Regions from separate parts of the Oryctolagus cuniculus genome. Here region 2 is linked to region 1. The links are chromatin contacts, called in public Micro-C maps. All regions are on one chromosome and are shown on one strand. The core of a region is the stretch at or near the end of the contact, and the rest is flanking DNA. Distances in the headings are between cores, read along the strand shown.

Region 1 (3,343 bases), core at 266-2,765:
AACAGGAGAAACAGCCAAGAGGACGCACTGGGCTTCTCGGCGGCTGCCCCAATAGTCAGGTCGTCCCGCGGGACAAACATGCCCCTCCCCCTCTCTCCCTCTCTCTTTTAAGATTTATTTATGTATTTGAAAGGCAGAGAGAGAGAGAGAGAGAGAGAGAGACAGGTCTTCCATCCGCTGTTTCACTCCCCAAATGGCCGCAACAGCCAAAGCTGGGCCCATCTGAAGCCAGGAGCTTCCTCCGGGTCTCCCACGCGGGTGCAGGGGCCCAAGCACTTGGGTCATCCTCTGCTGCTTTCCCAGGTGAATTAGCAAGGAGCTGATCGGAAGTGGAGCAGCCGGGACTCGAACTGGCGCCCATATGGGATGCCAGAGCCGCAGGCGGAAGCTTGACCGTCTGTCTGTGCCACAGCGCCGGACACCCCCCCCCCCAATAGCTGAAAGAACCTGCTGCTGTCCGGTCAAGTGAAATCAAGTGAGGGCACGGGAGCGGCCTCCACAGCGTCTAAGGTGCGGGCCTGTCTGCACGCTGCCTTCCCGGTGGAGAGAACCAGGCGGGACCGCGGCAGAGCTTCGTTGGAGGTGCACCGGTGGTGACCGCGGTGTCCACTCTGCACAGAGGCGGCCCCCAGCGCTGGCCACGCTGGCATCCAGCATGAACGCCGGTTCGAGTCCCGGCTGCTCCACTCCCAACCCCGCTTCCCGCTCACGCTCCAGCGAAAGCAGCAGAGGGTGGCCCAATCCGTGGGCTCCTACTCCCACGGGGAGACCCGGCCGTAGTTCCAGGCTCCTGGCTCCGGCCTGGCCCTGCCCCGTGGACGGAAGACCCGCCTTTCTGTGTCTCTCCTTCTAACTCTGCCTTTCAAATGAATAAATAAATCTTAGTAAAAGTGCTGTTGGCTAGCTCCCACACCTAATAACGGCCGAGACCCCTTTGACCATCAACAGCTCCCAAGGTGAATTAATCCTGTTCCCATCGCAATGGATTTTGCGACATTGATTTGACAGCTGCAGCTCAGGAGAGACATCAACTCCCCTTTACGACGTACTGAAGCTCGGGTGGCACTCGGCATGGCAGTGAGGTTGCCGCCTGGGACGCCGCGGTCCCTATCAGAGTGCTCGGTTCGAGTCCCAGCTCCTCCGCTGCCCATCTAGTCTCTGCCTTTGCAATAAAATGAAAATATATTTTTAAAATGTCGGTTAGGCTTATATGAATCGAATGGAGTTGATTCGAAGAGAAGCATGAAATCACAGCGCAGCTAGCGCGAAGCTAACATTTTCAGCTTGGAAAACCGGCCGCGACCGGCAGCCGCCGCCTTCGGGGTCCGCACCTCCCAGACTTCCCTCCCCAGCTCCGTACGGCGTCCGGGGGGCGTGGCCCGCCACTAGCCCGCCCCCAGCGTGCGCACGCACGACCTACAAGCCCCGCCCCTACCGGCGCACGCCGCACGCTCCGCCCCGCCCCCACGCGCGTGCTCGGTCGCCGCCGAGGACCCGCCCCCTCGCCGAGCGCCTCCTTCCCGACCGCCCTTGCGCGGAGCTGAGCGGCGGCAAGATGGCGGCGCAGCAGCAGGGTCGTGAGGGCGGCGCTCCGCTGGCCGCGGCAGCGGCGGAGGCCGACCCCTTGGGCCGCTTCACCTGTCCCGTGTGCTTAGAGGTGTACGAGAAGCCGGTGCAGGTGCCCTGCGGACACGTGTAAGCAGCAAGCTCGCGCCCGGCCGCAGGGCGCCCGGCTGGGAGGGGAGCGGAGCCGGGGAGCGAGGCCCCTACGGGGAGGGTCTCCGGGGCGGAGGCGCAAGGACGGGCCTGGGGGGTGGCAGCTGGCGGGGCCGGCACAGCCGACTGCCCCCGGGCGGCCCGTGAGGCGCCGGGCAGGGGCCGAGGTCCGCCCTGGGAGAGCCAGAATGCGCCTCGGGGCTAGGGCTCTGGGCGTCGGGGCTGGCGTTGCGCACTGAAAATGGGGAAACGCCGAAGGAGGGGGAAATAATGAAAGGGAAGTCCGCTCGGGGCGCGCCGGGCTGTGCTTCTCGGAGTGGGGGGCTGGCCCGGGAGCGGGGGCCGCGCGGGGGCCTCGCTCCGACAGACGCTCCTAAAACTAGGGGAAGAGAAGAACAAAACAAAACAAGCAAACCTGTAGGCGAACGGGTTCACCTGCGTCGTGCTTCCCCGCAAGGCCTTGTTCCTCTGTGGGCTCCCTGTGCTAGGCACGGCCGCCGCCTTGGCGGGGGCCCGGGGATCCTCTGTTGGTCGGCGGCGAGCGCACCTGTAGGCACTCACAGGCGGTCGTCTGCAGGGGGCACCTGTGCAGGGGCGGGGGCTGGCAGCCATTTTACAGGGTAGTCGACGCCGGGCACCCGGCAGAGGCTCTGCGGCCAGGCCGGCTGCTTGCTGCGCCCTTTGGCCAGCCTGGAACCGGACTCCTGCCCCGTGCGCCTCCCGCCTCTGCCCTCGGATCTCGGGTCCCTGCGCTATCACCGTGGCCATCCCTCCCCTCCCTCGGGGTCTCGGGAGATGGCCGCCCTCGGCGTCTGCGCTCGGCTGAGCTGGGGAGAGGTGGTGCCGCCCCGGCTGGAGACCTCCTGTGCAGGGCCGCAGCCTCGAGGAGCCGCGTGACCGCGGAAGGGGCGGGCTGAGGAGTGGGTCCCCGGCGTGGAAGTGGAGCTCGGCCGCCTGCTCTGAGCCTGCGCACCTCGGCGCAGGGCCACCCAGCTTCGTGTCCATCCCGCGGGGTCCATTCACTTAACAGCTTTCGGAAGCCTTGGCCCAGCGTCGAGCCGCCGGCCCTCTCCTGGGTGGGGGCCGCAGCGGCACTGGGGTTCAGGCCGCGGCTCGCTTCTCCTCCCGGCCGTGCAGGCTGCACGTGTCCAGCAGTTCCGTGCTGATGGACGGCAGGTGGGAGCGCCGTGGGGCGCAGCGCGTCTCCCTGAGCCCCAGCCGAGAGCTGTGTCCTGGCCTCGCTGGGTTTTAACGGGTCGCTGGAGACTTGAGCACCACCGTGGCTCTGGCTGGGCACTGGGGTTTGTAAGACTTCATCTCAAAGTTCCGGAGGACAGCACCCTCCCGGTCCGCTGGGCTCTCGCGGAGAGGGGCAGGTGGCCGAGTGCCTGGCAGAAGGGGCGGAGCATCTGGAAGGCTGAGCCAGAGGGAGGCCGGTGAGGAGGAAATAGAAACTGAAACCAGCCTGGGACCCCTGCTGCTTGCTGGGTGTCCCTCGGCGCTGGTGACTTGAGGGGAACAGGGGCGGTGCCTCCCTGGTGCTTGCCCGCGGGCCTTGGTCTCGGTGCTGTGGGACCCTCTGCGTTGGGGGCTCCTGGGCTCTGCCTCTGTCAGCAGGGTCGGGCGC
Region 2 (3,343 bases), core at 487-2,986, 480 kb before region 1:
GAAGCCTGTCCTGCTGCCTCTGCGTTTTAGCGACTTAGTTAATAACTAAGAGTAAAATGCAGAGCTAAACCACAGGCACGAGTGCTCAATGCTGTGGGGCCCAATTAGGATGGAGAACATGAAATGCACAATTTCGGTGATCTCAAGTGTCCAAATTCCCCCTTCTTGGGGGTCGGAGGAGGAGCCAATTCCCACTCAAGGGTGTATGCTGTTAGCTACGTTACTGAAGCAGTTACTAGGTTTCGGTTTCCTCTCTCATAAAGCAGACAACTAATGTTGCCAGGGCAGAAAGGAATGCATAGTTGTCAATCCAAAACCTTGCACTTGGCCCCCAACCTGGCATGTATGCCACACTGTGCTCCACAGCTTGGGGAACCCTATGGTTTGCACATAATTAGTGAGCAGTTAGCCTCATCCTACTCTTGGGAACACAGCCAAACGAAGGAGCCCTCCACTCCACTGAATCAAGACAAACAGAGTGCATGTTTCAGTAGAGGAGGCTTCCATCACAAGGCCTAGCATCTACAAGAACCAGCTAGCAGCCCCCAATTCTTCTCCTTTCTCTGTCTCAACACGGGTCCCACAAGAGTACCAGGAAGGAAGCCCCCTAAAGGGAACTTCTCAGTCCAAGCCCCCGCATCGCAAGGGCTGGGACCGAGGTGACTCAGGGCTCAGCGAGGCTTTTCTGAGAGTGTCCCCACTGAGTTCTAAAATATTCACGGCCGGAAACTGCGAATGGGTTTGGCATTATACGAGGGGCGCTTCTACCCTCACCAGAAAAAGGAGCCGGGGCTCTCCCCTGGGGCTGCCTCTTCCCTCATCCTAACCCCCGCAGGCTCCAACACGCGGAGGCTCTCTTTTCTGATTTTTAAACATTTTCAGAGGGGGAAATCCCTTCTTCCTCTTGCTGAAAAACATTAAAACGGGCCCAGAAAATTCCCGGCTTAGAAGCGACAGAAGACATGTTAGGAAGAGCGGACCGGAGAGAAACAGGAAACGCACGAAAACAACAGGCTAAAGTGGGTTTTTTGATGATTCAAGGCCTAAGGGGCACGAAGAGGAAGATGAGTGACGGTCACGCCGGTGCCGGGGCGGGGGCCCGGGGGGAAGTCTCCAGGGTCCTGAGGGGCCCGGGCACTGCCGGAGGTGCCGGGGCTGCGGGGTGGCGGCCTCGGGGCGCGGGGGGCGCCATCCCCAGGCAGCAGCAGGGCACCGGGGGCCCAGAGCTGGACTCGGGCAGGGGCGGCGGGCGGGGTGCTGAGCGCGCCCGGCACCAGACGGGGGTGAGGACCAGGGGGAACCCCGATGGCGAGGCCGGAGGCAGAGGCGGGGAGGTGCAGGGGGCGGCGGCGGGGGGCGCGCAGGGGGGAGGGCTGGGGCCGAGGGCCGGACAGCGGCTCCGGGGCTGCGGGGTGTCACGGGCGCTGGGGACAGGAAGATGCCGAGCAGAGGCGCTGGGGGCACCGGGGCTTCCGAGGCGGCAGTGGCGGAGCGGCTCCGGGCGCCGGGGGTCGCGGGAGCTGGCCAGCAGGTGCGGGGCTGGGGCAGGGGCCACTCACCCGTCTCCGGCGCGTCCTCTCGCCGCCGCCGGCTGAAGCTCGCGCTCCGGCCCTGGCTGGTCGGCGGCCCCGCCCGGCGCCGCGCACTTTCGGTTTCCGTTCCCCGCAGGCTCTGGGCGGGGCGAGGAGCCGGGCGGGCGGCCCGGAGGAGGAGGAAGAGGAGGAGGAGGAGGCGGGGGCCGGGCCCCGGCAGCGGCGCCACAGCCCCCCACCCCGGCGGTGGCTGTCGCCTCAGCTCCCCCCAGCGGCGGGGCCGGCGGGCTCCGGAGGGCGCGGCTGAGGGGAGGGGACTGCGGGGGGCGGGCGGACTGGGCCCAAGGCCGTCGCGGGACTCAGTCGGTCCCGGCGGACGGGGGATCCGGCGGGCGGCTTGGTGCGCTTGAGGAGCGACATGGCGGTGAAGCCGAGAAGCCCGGGCGGCCCGCTGTGTCCAGAGAAGGGGGCGGGGCTAGACGCGGCCTTGCCGACCATTAGAGCGCTGCGCGACCCGGAGACTACATTTCCCAGGGGGCCCCGCGCGGCGCGTTTCGAGCCGAGTGCGCAGGCGCAAGAAGCTCTATGATTATATAAGGGCGGGCCTCGTCCCTGTCGGTCCTTTCGCGTCGGCGGCGGTTGGCTCGCGGTTGGCCTGTAGCATCGTGGTCTCTCGCACGATGTCTCCCAGTGTCGAAGCCCCGCTTTGTGTGTGGTGAGTGAAGGCCCAGCTGCGCTCCATCTTTACCCCGGCCGTCTCGTCGACTCTGCGCAGGTCCCCCCCGTCTCCCCTGGGGTCGCCCCAAGGCCGCGGGCGGAGGAACTGGCGCGGCTGGTGTACATGATGACCTCACTTTTTTCCCCGTCAGATCGGCCATGCTGAGGTCTCAGAACGCTTGCCAGTTGGTTCTGATACGCCAGCCGCGGAAGGCCGCGCCGGTCGGCTCTGGGCGTGGGGAGATGGCGACCGATGCCTTCTCTCGTAGGTCCGAGGGGACGGCACGGACGTGGGAGGCCGGAGTGACCTGGGCTTGCGCGGGAGCGCCAGATGCGGGCCTCGAACCTCGGTCTGCAGGGTAAGCGTGTCGTGGGGACACGTGCTTCGCGGAGCTCCCTCCGGGGGTTAAACTGAGCATTGGGTAGTTGGTCCTGTTGGGGTCGTCACTTCCGGAGTGAGGAGTCAGCGGTTCGCCCCCAGTGTGTCCCCGGCCCCGCACTTGGGCACCCACCGTCTGCTCCGGCGCGCTAGCAGGAAGCCACGTCTGGAGCGAGGGCCCAGAACGTGAGCCTGCACCCTGATGAGGCGGGGCCTGCAGGACCGGGGGCTTAGAGCTGGCTCTGGTTCTCTACTTAGAGGTTTACTGATTGTAACGGCAGAGGTGCGGAGGTCTTCCGTTCACTGGTTCACGTCCCAAATGACCGCAACAGCGGAGGCTGGGCCAGGCTGGGGCCAGGAGCTGCGGCCGCGTCTCCCACGTGGCTGCAGGGCCCAGATCTTGGGCGATGTTCTGATGCTTTCCCAGCCACATAAGCAGGGAGCTGGATAGGAACTAGCAGCCATGTGGGTTTCGGGCCCTGTAGGCATAGCCTACCCCACAGTTCTTTAAAAATGCTTTGTTTTGTATCACAATTCATTGATAAGTTCCTAGAGAAGAAATCCTTTAAGAGACGTTTCCAAAGTGAAGCAGCCTTAGAGAAGTGATGTTTAATATCTTTAATGCCACTTTTTTAAATTTGAAAGGCAGTTACAGAGAGAGGTATTCCACCCGCTGGTTCGCTCCCCAGTGGCTGCAATAGCTCTGGCTGAGCCA

What was found. A called contact is a pair of places that touch in the nucleus more often than the background predicts.
Region 2: a Micro-C map of ear pinna shows a contact between it and region 1, with 5 times the contacts expected there. The contact joins the promoter of ZNFX1 here to the promoter of RNF114 in region 1. A contact is called at or near these places in 2 of 6 Hi-C or Micro-C datasets (ear pinna and an unstated tissue).

The regions. Positions count from the first base shown.
Region 1 is chr11:10,694,835-10,698,177 of mOryCun1.1, reverse strand. It overlaps RNF114 (ring finger protein 114), which reads left to right and starts at 1,515. Exons shown (of 6, transcript XM_070051708.1): 1 at 1,515-1,695. The coding sequence starts at 1,556. SPATA2 (spermatogenesis associated 2) reads right to left here. Exons shown (of 3, transcript XM_070051700.1): 1 at 2,132-3,343. The coding sequence starts at 2,721.
Region 2 is chr11:11,177,287-11,180,629 of mOryCun1.1, reverse strand. ZNFX1 (zinc finger NFX1-type containing 1) reads right to left here and starts at 1,736. Exons shown (of 14, transcript XM_051844938.2): 1 at 1,560-1,736. LOC103352391 (a long non-coding RNA gene) reads left to right here and starts at 1,834. Exons shown (of 6, transcript XR_011379842.1): 1 at 1,834-2,247; 2 at 2,519-2,608. It overlaps LOC127491241 (small nucleolar SNORD12/SNORD106), which reads left to right and starts at 2,364; the gene lies at 2,364-2,454.